Linked DNA regions of Mus musculus: region 2 is linked to region 1. A link is a contact called in public Hi-C data. All regions are on one chromosome and are shown on one strand. The core of a region is the stretch at or near the end of the contact, and the rest is flanking DNA. Distances in the headings are between cores, read along the strand shown.

The links. A called contact is a pair of places that touch in the nucleus more often than the background predicts.
Region 2: a Hi-C map of Sertoli cells shows a contact between it and region 1, with 2.0 times the contacts expected there. The contact joins two enhancer-like sites. A contact is called at or near these places in 4 of 484 Hi-C or Micro-C datasets (the HL-1 cell line, Sertoli cells, embryonic stem cells and 1 more) and 1 of 9 other capture datasets (pancreatic islet).

The regions. Positions count from the first base shown.
Region 1 is chr2:145,620,525-145,626,975 of GRCm38.p6, reverse strand. The region is part of intron 15 of Slc24a3 (solute carrier family 24 (sodium/potassium/calcium exchanger), member 3); the gene reads right to left. Among named protein-coding and RNA genes, the nearest start is that of Gm52530, 32 kb to the right of the region's middle. Within about 2 kb of position 3,610, at least 6 of the 459 cell types and tissues checked have an H3K27ac peak or open chromatin away from gene starts, as enhancers often do. A contact at or near this core is called in Sertoli cells, where this site is marked.
Region 2 is chr2:145,687,514-145,693,964 of GRCm38.p6, reverse strand. No RefSeq gene overlaps it. Among named protein-coding and RNA genes, the nearest start is that of BC039771, 10 kb to the left of the region's middle. Within about 2 kb of position 3,569, at least 18 of the 459 cell types and tissues checked have an H3K27ac peak or open chromatin away from gene starts, as enhancers often do. A contact at or near this core is called in Sertoli cells, where this site is marked.

The DNA of each region.
Region 1 (6,451 bases), core at 2,361-4,860:
ATATTGATGCTCATGGCCATACTGCGGCTGAACGTCATTGTTCAGAGCCAGATAGGCCCAATGAGATGGTTAAATGGAAAAATGTTCTTGATAATAAATGGTATGGCCCGGATCCTATTTTGATAAGATCCAGGGGAGCTATCTGTGTTTTCCCACAGAATGAAAACAACCCATTTTGGATACCAGAAAGACTCACCCGAAAAATCCAGACTGACCAAGGGAATACTAATGTCCCTCGTCTTGGTGATGTCCAGGGCGTCAATAATAAAGAGAGAGCAGCGTTGGGGGATAATGTCGACATTTCCACTCCCAATGACGGTGATGTATAATGCTCAAGTATTCTCCTGCTTTTTACCACTAACTGGGAACTGGGTTTAGCCTTAATTCAGACAGCCTTGGCTCTGTCTGGACAGGTCCAGACGACTGACACCATTAACACTTTGTCAGCCTCAGTGACTACAGTCATAGATGAACAGGCCTCAGCTAATGTCAAGATACAGAGAGGTCTCATGCTGGTTAATCAACTCATAGATCTTGTCCAGATACAACTAGATGTATTATGACAAATAACTCAGCTGGGATGTGAACAAAAGTTTCCGGGATTGTGTGTTATTTCCATTCAGTATGTTAAATTTACTAGGGCAGCTAAATTGTCAAAAAGTCTTTTTCAGTATATGTTACAGAATTGGATGGCTGAATTTGAACAGATCCTTCGGGAATTGAGACTTCAGGTCAACTCCACGCGCTTGGACCTGTCGCTGACCAAAGGATTACCCAATTGGATCTCCTCAGCATTTTCTTTCTTTAAAAAATGGGTGGGATTAATATTATTTGGAGATACACTTTGCTGTGGATTAGTGTTGCTTCTTTGATTGGTCTGTAAGCTTAAGGCCCAAACTAGGAGAGACAAGGTGGTTATTGCCCAGGCGCTTGCAGGACTAGAACATGGAGCTCCCCCTGATATATGATATATCTATGCTTAGGCAATAGGTCGCTGGCCACTCAGCTCTTATATCCCACGAGGCTAGTCTCATTGCACGGGATAGAGTGAGTGTGCTTCAGCAGCCCGAGAGAGTTGCAAGGCTAAGCACTGCAATGGAAAGGCTCTGCGGCATATATGAGCCTATTCTAGGGAGACATGTCATCTTTCATGAAGGTTCAGTGTCCTAGTTCCCTTCCCCCAGGCAAAACGACACGGGAGCAGGTCAGGGTTGCTCTGGGTAAAAGCTTGTGAGCCTAAGAGCTAATCCTGTACATGGCTCCTTTACCTACACACTGGGGATTTGACCTCTATCTCCACTCTCATTAATATGGGTGGCCTATTTGCTCTTATTAAAAGAAAAAGGGGGAGATGTTGGGAGCCGCCCCCACATTCGCCGTTACAAGATGGCGCTGACATCCTGTGTTCTATGTGGTAAACAAATAATCTGCGCATGTGCCAAGGGTATCTTATGACTACTTGTGCTCTGCCTTCCCCGTGACGTCAACTCGGCCGATGGGCTGCAGCCAATCAGGGAGTGACACGTCCGAGGCGAAGGAGAATGCTCCTTAAGAGGGACGGGGTTTCGTTCTCTCTCTCTCTTGCTTTTCTCTCTCTCTTGCTTTTCTCTCTCTCTTGCTTCTTGCTCTCTTGCTTCTTGCACTCTGTTCCTGAAGATGTAAGAATAAAGCTTTGCCGCAGAAGATTCTGGTCTGTGGTGTTCTTCCTGGCCGGTCGTGAGAACGCGTCTAATAACAATATACGACGCCACATTATGTTTAACTCCACTCTGTCTTCAGCAAAGATTCAAACTTAGGGATTCTCTCGCTTAGGTGATTCTATCACCACACCCCGCTAATCATCGCTACGGTGCTATGTGCATTTGCAATGATGTCTTTCCAGGGATGTGGGACATAACTACCCTGATCTTGGTTCTCTGGTCTGCAGAATGGGACCAGAACTGTACTTCCATTAGTGTGACACCTAGGCCCTCTCCCCAGCTCAGGTCACTGGTTTAGCACCTGTTTCCCTCATCCCACACTCCCACCACCTGGATTTCCTTCTCTTCTTGAACATGAGCTCCCTCAGTGCCTTTGTAGCAGTGGCCCCTCTTTCCCTAGTACAACCTCTCCTTCTCTAGATATCCAACACTTGTACAGCAGGATGCTGAGGACCGAAGGAGTGATGTCGTATCCTTGACATCTAAGCTGATACCTGCAGGACTATCCAGAAAACGTAAGAATAGAAGCCCCCAAGTGGGGGAGGTATCCCCACTGCTCTTCTCTTCTCTTCTTCTGCTTCTAGGCAACACAAAGGCCCATCTTAGTAGGACCAAATGCTGTACCATAATTTTGGTCAAGCATCACCGCACAGAGTACCTGTACAAGCACGTTCTCTGTGTTCCCCACATAATTAAAGTCCGCCCTTCTCAGATGCCTGTCTGCTTGTGAAGACAGTATTTCATTTGAGACAGAGCCTAAACTTGAAGCTGTTCCTCGAGGAATGGGCAGATGTAGTAGCTCTTCCTTAAAATGCAGGATCAATTCCATGAACACAAATGATTGTCCACAGCCAGGATGTGGCAAAGCTCTCAGGAGCAATCCCACACAGAGGGACTGCTTGCCAATTCAGCCAAGGAGATAACACTGTTCTCTATTTAAACAAGGAAAACTTCCGGCATATGTAAAGTGCTGAGGTCGTGTAGGAGACACTAAACCCAGGCTCCAGCATGGCCAGTGCTGTACGAAAAGGAGGGAAGACATTGTGTATGGCATGAGGCTGAGTGGGCAGCATATCTACGCTGACAGAGTGTTTTGCCCATGGGGATACTTGGATACAATTTGAGGATTTTGTTCATGAGAATCCCTTTCTCATTAAAAGTCTTCTTAAACTGAAAGCAAATTATTCGAGGGAAATTAAAGGTAGCACATTAGGCTTGGGCCTAGGAGCTAAACCTGGCTTGGTGATGACTCTCCTACTCAGCTTACAGTTTTCCTGACTTCTTTCCTTCTCCCGTCTACCTTCTTGTTCCGACTCCAGATGAAGGCTTTGCCAATCACGAATGCTATCACTGTTGTAGACGAGAGTTTCTAGAATACACACCTTAAAAACTGCTCAACCCTAGCTTCTAGATAGTTTTACATTGTCAATAGTATTGAAAAGATAAGTTTACCATACTTCTTTTGAACTTTTTTTTTTTTTTTTCGTTTTTCGAGACAGGGTTTTTCTGTACAGCCCTGGCTGTCCTGGAACTCACTTAATAGACCAGGCTGGCCTCAAACTCAGAAATCTGCCTGCCTCTGCCTCCCAAGTGCTGGGATTAAAGGCGTGCACCACCTTCCCAGCTCTTTTGAACTATTAAAGTTAAAAGCAAATCTCATTTTCAACAAGAAGTAACGGCACACCCAGATAACCTACACATAGAAGAGAATGAGTTTGAACCTCAGCCACTCTCCATAGACAAAATAAAATCTTGCTTTTCTCAAAGCACATGAACATGAGCTTTTAAGAGAGGTCTTTTGAAAGGCCCTTGGATGCTTGTATCGCTGCAAGTAAACAAAGGTTTTCCTTGCACTGGCTGCTGAGACAGCTGCTTCTGGATACAATGTAACAACATAATGCACCTTCTACATTCTGCCCTGTGTGCCTGCCTGCCTGGCGGCTGCTCAGAGATGCCTGGCTGGGCTGTGGTTTCTCCTCTACGTAAGAATGGAAGAGATCTTCACCTCAGGGCCAGTCATGGTTGTACAGTTTAACATAATGGCTAAAGTGAACCAATTATGTCATCTTTAGATGGAAAACCAGTGTTTGGGTCACAAGTTTTATTTTTATGATGTCACTGTCACTAGGTGTTGAAAACTGGAAAAAGTATGGCTTAATAGATATGAGAATGTCTCATTGTCCATTCTCTATACCGCTGGGGGAATGCCAGAAGGGGAGAGAGGGTGGGTGATGACTAGGGGTTATCTGTGGTACACTGCTTGCCTGACTGAGTTGCAGTTTCAGGCCTGATGTCCATGTTTGGCCAAGAAGACTTCAAGGTGGGTAGAAGGATCTGCTTTACTTCTGGGATGAACTAGAGGGTTTTTTTTTTTTTTTTTTTGATTTATTTACTTATTTTATGTATGTGAGTACACTGTCACTCTCTTCAGACACACCAGAAGAGGGCATCAGATCCCATCACAGATAGTTGTGAGATACCATGTAGTTGCTGGAAATTGAACTTAAGACCTCCGGAAGAATAGTCAGTGCTCTTAACCGCTGAGCCATCTTTCCAGCCAAACTAGAGCCATTTTAAAGATTCTATCTTCCATGACCACACCCTGTTATCCCAGAAACAAAACAAAACAAAACAAAACAAAATTTTGGCATTTTTCCCGTCTTATTGAATATTTGTTTATTTCTTTTGATGTTTTGTTTTCTTCTGAGGTGGGGGGCAGGGAGGGAATATGAGGGAGGTTTGGTGGGTATCTGGGAGAAAACGGTGGGGGGAGATGAAAACATGATCAAAATATTGCATAAAAGCAATTTTAATTAAAAAATTAAAAAGATAAACATAAACAACCCCCCAAACATAGAGAATACTATGGGTTGAATTCAAGTCGTGCTCCCCAAAAGTTTGTGTGCAAATGGGATAGTGCTAATGGGGATAGTGTGGACCCTTAAGGGGTGTGCCCATGGACTGTCCTTTGGTCACTGAAGGCATGCCCTTGAAGGGTGCTGCAAGCCAAAAGAAACCTTTTTTTCCTCTAAGTTAGTTGTCTCTGCTATTATAGTAATATCATATCATATTACAGTCATGCAAAGCTGATAAATACAATGGATTTGACAGACACTGAAAGGATTCTGTTTGCTGCTCCTATCTGTCCACTGAGTCAGTGGATAGGGTAGATATTAAATATTCAGGAATTGATATATTTTTTAAAGTTATGTGAAAATTTTTACATATTTCACTCTTTTACTTTTGAAGCTAAATTTAAGATCTTTTAAGTCTTATGCCTCTTATAAGTTTAGGTAAATGTATTAAAGGCCCTAAATATGTATATTACCTATGTGTAAATGTTTCTTATATATGTATGTACATTCATATATAGAGTAGTTTCATTTAACCAGTTTAATATAAAATGATTATTTAAAAAACCTTTAACATAAGCAGATATTTAAATGAGTCCTGCCTAGTGCACAGTAGGCAAACACCAAATCAACTGAGCTATACCCCATTGGTGCAAGCCTTTGATCCCAGCACTCAGGAGGCAGAGGCAGGCAGATCTCTCTGAGTTTGAGTCTAGCCTGGTCTAAAGAGCGAGTTCCAGGACAGCCCAAGGGCTATACAGAGAAAGCCTGTCTTGAAAAACCAAACCAAACCAAATCAAACCAAACCGTCCTCCCTGGAAAGATAAGAAACTGATTTTAAGAGTTATTTGGAGCACAATTTCTTTTCTTGTGGTTGCCTGGACTTCTAGTTCTTCAAAGAGGAGACCACGAGCAGTTGGGAGTCAGATAAAGGCCATTTTTGTTTTGTTTTGACTTCTTCCTAACGTTGACAAGAGGGAGAGGGAGAGTGAAAGAAACCAGAGCCAACAGGGATCATTGTGAATGCGCTGCAGTTTGTCCATGGAGCGGGGGCCCAGCTGGGCTAAGGCGTGTCGTTACTGCTTTTCTTGCCACGGAAGATCAATGACCAGCACAGAGTCACTAATTGTTTTCTATAGAAGTCAAGTCACATTATCTGCAGCACTTCTGTTTAGAGCAGGGGAAGTCATCTGGAGGCCAGAGACTAAGTAAAGATTGAACTACAGGAGCAGAGGTCCCACATCCATGCATCGTTTTGAAAAATAAACATTGGGCAGGGAGCAGAGCCGATGTCTTTAAATCCCAGCACTTTGGAGGCAGAGACAAGTGGATTTCTATGTGTTGGATGCCAACCTGATCTATGCATAGAGTTTTAGGTCAGCCAGGGCTATATAATGAGACCCTGTCTCCAACAAAAGCTGGGTCAATACTTAATTCTAGTGTCAGTTGGAAAGAGTGCCAAATGATGAGCCTACCCAGGCCTAAGGGAGAGGGGAGGGGAGTGTTTGAAAGCCAATGCAAATTAAGAAGCTCTAGATGTGGGCTCTGGTATGGTCAATATCCCCCACCCCTTGGCTCAAGTATGTGCCTGTCACCCTGGCTGTGCTCTGAGGAAGCTGGCTGCATGAAAGGCAGCATTCCTCCCCACAGGCTCCTATGGTGAATATATTCAGGTGGCATGAAGCTGCCTTTAAACCTCAGGCATGGCATTTGACTAATTAAAACAGGAGAGATAAGCCAGGAATGATGGTGTAGGCTGGTGATTTAGGCACTTAAGAAGCCTAGGCAGGAGGGTTTGGGGTTCAAAGCTAGCTTGGGTTACACAGTAAGACACTGACTAAAAAATATCAAGAATTAGATGTAGGCCAGGGTAGAGCCCTTACCTAGTATGTACAAGGC
Region 2 (6,451 bases), core at 2,320-4,819, 67 kb before region 1:
GATTGAAGGTGTGTGCCATTAAGACTTCCAATAGTTTCCCTTTTTAAAATAAGACTCTACTTCTAACCATGTGTCCTTTTGTTTGGGGACACCGAGCAAGCTTTGCCTTCTCTTTATCTTTTTCAGCTTCTGGGTAAAAGCCAAGCACGTGTTCCCTGACGCTGGGCTTTCTCATTGGTTCCATGAATCTCCCCTCCTGTCCTATGCTCCAGTTGCTCTCTGACCTCCATTGCTGAACATGCTGAACATGCTGAACATGCTCTTGTACTTAAAAGGATGTGACTCTTTTCTGGTTCTCCTTCGTTGTCCTCCCCAAAGCTGCCAAGGTTCACAGCTCTCCTGCCCCACTGTTTTCCTTTCAAACTTTATTAAAAATGTCAACTCCTTGCTGAGTCCATTGTAAAATTCTCTTATCAGTAAGTCTAAGAATGCAGAAAGGAACCTTGGATTCCCCAGTGACACAAATGTCTGTTCCTCTAAAAGTGGGAAACAAAACTACCATTTGATAAAGCGATCCCTCTTGGGTATGTACCCGAAGGCCTCTAACTCAGCATACCACAGGGATGCTTGTACATCCACAGCCACTGCAGCATGAGTCAAACCTGCCAAGACATAGAACCACTTTAGTTGTCAATCAGTGGATGAGTGGATAAGGAAAATGTGGTACATAGATAGGCAATAGAAGTTTATCTGCTCCATAAAGAACAATGAAATTATGTCTCTTGTAGAAAAGCAGACAGAACTGGATATCACATTAGATGAAATAAGCCTGACCCTCAGAAAGACAAGTAAGATCTTTCCAGCAAGTGAACTTTTCTGCACACACACAAATACACGCACATATGTACACCTGCACACATACACACGTGACTTGGGAAATAGCTCAGTCAGCCCAGAGTCTGTTGCATGACACGAGGATCCAGCACCTATGGGAAAAGCTGGGCATGAAGGTGTGTGCCTGCGATCCCACTGCTGAGGAAGTGGAAACGTGGTGAAGACTCTTGGGGCTCGTTGGCCAGCCAGCCTAGCCTAACTGGTGAACCCCAGATCCCAGGTAAGTGCTTTCTATGCATAAATCACAAATGCATCCTCAAAAAGAACTCATGGGGCCCGCACACTAGGAAGTGTCAGGGGAAGTCCACCCTGGGCTTCTGAGCCAGCCTTTGTGGCCATCAGCCCTAGTTGCACCTCCATGTCCTATGCTTGCAATCTGGAAGGAGTTCACCCAAGCTCTTGGCGATTTTGCTCACTGGGAAGTTTCCATCTGGGAAGTGGGGGAACAAGGCACTTACATCACAAAACAGTGTGGGGACCCCTCCAACACCCAGGGAATTAAGCAGGCTAAGTTCCTTCCATGGTCTAAGACACACCAAACCTAAGGGTGCTCCATGAAGGAAACTGCATTTACTTGATTTTTTCAGATTCAATATACTTTTCTGTAAAGTTGGGTGATGTGACTGCCCTTCCAGAGGTCCTGAATTCAATTCCCAGCAACCACATGGTGGCTCACAGCCATCTGTAATGGGATCTGATGCCCTCTTCTGTTGTGTCTGAAGAGAGCAATGGTGTACTCAAATACATAAAATAAATAAATAAACCTTAACAATAAAGGACTAGGTTTCACTATGTAGCCTTGCCTACCTGGAATTTCTATGTAGACCAGGCTGGCCTCAAACTCAGAGACCTGCCTACCTCTCCCTGCCTCTCTCCACTGCTCATTGGACTAAAAGGTGTATACTGGCAAGCCTGTTAAAAGTGTGTCTTCTTCATTTGAAGACTTCAGCTCTCCTGTCCAAGTGTTACAGTAGCTGTGACCAGGACTTGGTTGAGGCCCATTAGGAAACATCTACTTCTCTGGCCTGGGTGGAGATGTACCATTCCAAGGTGCTCAAAACACAGAAGTTGGTAACCCATAGAGGTAGGCTAATAATCACCCGGCCAAAAGACCACCCCTTGGGAAGGCCAGTTCACCTAAAGCCATTCTAAAGAGATAGGGGGAACAAGCAGCCCTTTAAGACAATCCGCGCCTCCCTCGAGGGTTCCCAACTCCTTTCGCAGTAGCACACACAGCCACGGGCTGGCAGCACCATCAGTTGGCTGCTCTTCTGAATTGCTCAGGAAAAGCAACCTTCTTCTTCCTGTCCCTTTTGATCTCTTCTCTAAGCAAGCTTTCCCAACTCTGTGGCCTCACTCTTTCTCTAGAGCGTTCCTCCTCTCCAGGAGGCTGCTGGTCCACCCTGTGGCTGACCCCAGACCTCATTCAGATAGCATGGCCTTTTCTCTTCCTCTTCTCTAGCTCCTTTGGGGGGCAGCTGCTGAGACAACAACCCAACAGGGTTTTTCTTTTAAACTTGAATGGAATTACCCTCTGTGAGGAGTGGGTGTGGCTGAGGCCCCAAGATGGCTCCTGGGACTGCTGCCAAGTCTTATGCCTGGCACCTGACTTCCTCATATTCCTCAAGATAACCACGTACCTTGAGCTGCATTGTGCAGATGCACCACGAAGTAAGATCGGATGATGTGAATATAGTCCTGAGCCAATGAACTGTGCCTACGTGGACTGGGGTGAGGGGGTGTGGACTGGAGGGGATAAAGGGGGATGGCCGAGAGAGGTCGGGGGATTCTTTTTCCTACACATTTGTGAAGTTCCTGAATAAACTGCCTTGAGAAGGACGTCGATTTCGTCGCTTCTTTTCTGATGGTCGGAGACGGTAGCGACAACCCTCAAATTTCCTTTTGAGTCTATTCCTAGATTCTTTTATAAACAAGACTAAGAACCTGAAAGGGAGACATCTATTTCCCCAGTTAGCATGTGTTGACTCCCGTGGGTCTCCCTCCAATTTCCCATACAGGAAACCAAGCAAATAAAGAGATATTCAGATAGCCCCCAAAGGCATGCTCTTTGCCCCTTTGCAAACGCAGCTTCTCTAACAGTATTGCCTCTCTAGGATTTTCTATAAATGTGGAAAGAAATCATACCCCAGTTAGACCACGTAATTAACTGGTCATATGTTCTGAGATTCTCAAAATTCAAGTAAATCAGATTAGCTCCAGGAGTGCAAATTTTGATTATAAAGAATCCAAAAATAAAGTTGGGAATGTCAAAAGGAAAGAACTTGAACATTCTGTTTGGTTATTCATGTAACCTTTGAATGAATGAATGAATGAATGAATGAATGAATGAATGAATGAATGAAAATACCAGAATATTAAAGGTTTCATGTGAACATGAAGTCTTCTATTTATTCTATTTTCTCAACCAGAAACTAATATAGAGTTTGAGAAAGAGTAACGGTGCCCATTCTGCTCTGAGGAAAGAGGGCTAGTTAACTTGAAGGTACAGCTTTAAATACTATTTCATAGAACCTGAAGTGGTGAGGTCACACTTAATCAATAAACTTTAAAGGCCTGTTAAATCCCCTGATGAGGTTTAAGTAACTGGAGTATGTAGTTTTAAAATCTCTGGTGCTGGGTTGGGTAGAAATTGTGTGCAGAATACAGAGACCTCCCTGTTCTTCTAAAAGCAAGACTTTAGGCTAGCCTCTGCCACCATGCCATCATTGCTCCTCTGACTCAGATTCCAGGCTTTCATTTCAGGGGCCAACAGAGGAAGTGGCCGGAAGCAGAGGCCCGGTGGGATGAGGAGTAAAAGGGATTCCTGGGGCAGAAATGGGATCTCCAGAACTCCCCCTCCCCCAAGCCCTCCCACTGAGCTGAGGCCCCTTAAACAACAATCCATCTTCCACCCACTGAGAAAGGAGGCCAAGGCCAGGCTAAAATCCTTGCCTTCTCTGATAGACAAACTTCTCAATCCACTTCAAGCATTTCCTCATACAGGGAGTACATTCCCAGACGGCCAGATAATTCCTGAAACTGGTTACAGACAACACCAAAGCGTCTGGAGTTTTCCTGCACATGAAGGGGTTAAGTACTGACCCCTCAAAGTTGGCCAAATGGGTACATTGATTATTTGAAGCTAAAATAATCGTCAAGGAGCTGTGACCTCAGAAACAGCCATCTGGCCTGTCCTTTCCTATGTACAGCAAACCATAAAAAGGGTCTTTGGGGAGCCATGTTCTTCCTCATGCCAAGGCAGAGAGGCAGCCTTGATCACCATAGGCCTGTAGCTAGGGATGGATGGAATGAACCTATGTAAACACACCCTGAGCTAACTCTGATTTTCTACACCCTCTCACTTCTGTCTCACTAGCTTTAGAACTAGCAGTCTGATCCAGATAGACACCCACCCCTCCACTCATTCCTTTACAAATTAAATGCCCATTACTTTGGACTTTATTCTCTTCTCAAGGGCCCTGTATGCACTTAGAATTAAGAAAGGCCACATGCTTTTCTCTTGTAAAATAGTCTTGAAGTAATTTGGTTCCCAAACCTAGTTCAAAGGCCCACATAAGAACTAGGGTCAGCTAGGACAACTCTTACATCCCCTTTTTATAATAAAAGTTATAGGCACAGAGAGAGGCTACCAATAATGACTGATGGTAATACAGAACACTATGATGATATACTAAGGCCACAGTTAGTCCAATGACCAAGAGGCTCTTAGGGTACTAAGTGGTAGATATTGAACACAGCACAGATACATGAGACAAAAGGGTGATACATGTGCTCAGTAGGACAGAACAGGGCACATGACATTTCAGAAGTATGTGCAAGTAAAAACTTATGAACAGTTTCTGGAATTTTCCATATGGCATTCTTAGATTGTAGGTAACTACAATCATGCAAAGTACAATCATATACAAGAGGAAACTCCTACAGCTGTAAAGACGTGGGCAGTAGATGTTAGGGCAAATGCCTGGGGCTGAGAATGTTGTGAAGACACCATAAACACAGCAAAACTGTTAGTGTTTCTATTTCAGAGAGAAACCATAGAATTGAATTTCCTGGGTATTTTCCTAAAGTTTCACTTGGTGTAGAGCTTGAAGATCAGGCAGCCCTTGGGAGATGAGGCTGAGGACCAATTGAGGACCAGGGATGGAGATACTCCTTCCATGTTCTTCTAGTAACACCCTGGCCTAGCACTTAGGTATGTAAGCTCTGCCAATGGGTAGAGCTAGGATGGTCCATACCCTGTTCTACCTCTGGTGAACATGACAGGTTACCTAGTCTCCAGACCTCTGTTTTCACAGTGTGGAATGGGTATAAGAGCATTCATCTTAAAAGAGAAGTATTTTAAAAAGATAGTGTATAGGTGATGCCCCACTTAGGACTGACCCCACCAAAACACACACACACACACACACACACACACACACACACACACACACACACACATCATTGTGGTTCTTATGACAAGCAATTGTGATCTTGCTTCTGCACACTACCGATAGTATTTTATTTTGCAATCAATCAATCAATCAGTCAATCAATCAATATCCAGTTATGTCCTCTGTTACAAATTAGAAGGCAGGCTTATCTCTGCCAGGCTCAGAAACCTTTCCTGTTATAGACAACCAGATGCTTATGTTCCAAAAATAACAACTTCAAAATAGGTTTGTTGTGGGCTGCAGACTGACCAGAGACAGCTTAATGGTTAAGAACACTTGCTGCTCTTGCAGAAGGTCCAGATTCAATTCCCAGAACTCAAATGGCAGCTCACAACCTTCTGTAGCTCCAGTTCCAAGGGATCCAGTGCCCGATTCCCACCTCCAAAGAGTACCATATGGCCAAAACACTCGTGTGTATAAAATAAACAAAATCTAAAGAAAGTAATAAACAAATCAAGATATAGGAGATTAAATAAAAAAGAAAAGAAAAGGTAGGCTCTGTGCAGGAAAAGTAGTTAGTCAAAGGGAATGAACCAGCAGCAAGCCTTTAACTGCAATGTGTCCGAGGACTTTGGATGCCATACTGAGAAAAATAAAGTTCTACGTTCACTGCCATGCTCCTAGCCCCAGGACAGCATCAGCATCACCCTGCCCTGGCTTTCTACGGAAACTGCTAACTATACATTACAGCCCAAAGCTCCTATTTAAGCTCCAGATCTTTCTACATAGCCTACTTGATATCCGACCTTAGGTTGGCTCTTCTATGGCCATCAAACCTAACATATACAAAATAGAAGTCTTTACTGACACATCATTCTTTCCCAGATTTGCCAACACGGCACCTTCATTGATACAGGAGGTATCCAGCATCACTCAGTCCTCGCTTTCACACACTCCTCACATCAAATTTACCACAGCTCTGATGAACTATTCTCCAAATCTTATCTCTGTTTCTCCGCCACAATATGGCATCCTTTTGATCTTAGCCTTCTCCCATTTGTTACTGAGACCATTCCCACTCCCCTGAAATCCTGTCTGCAATCAGCAGGCAGGGAGATCTTTGCAAAACTACTTCCTGCTATAACATCACCTAAGGGCTTGTTGTGGGGCAGTAGGTGTGAAAACTCAGGGCACACTTCACGATTCAACATAGCCGACCCAAC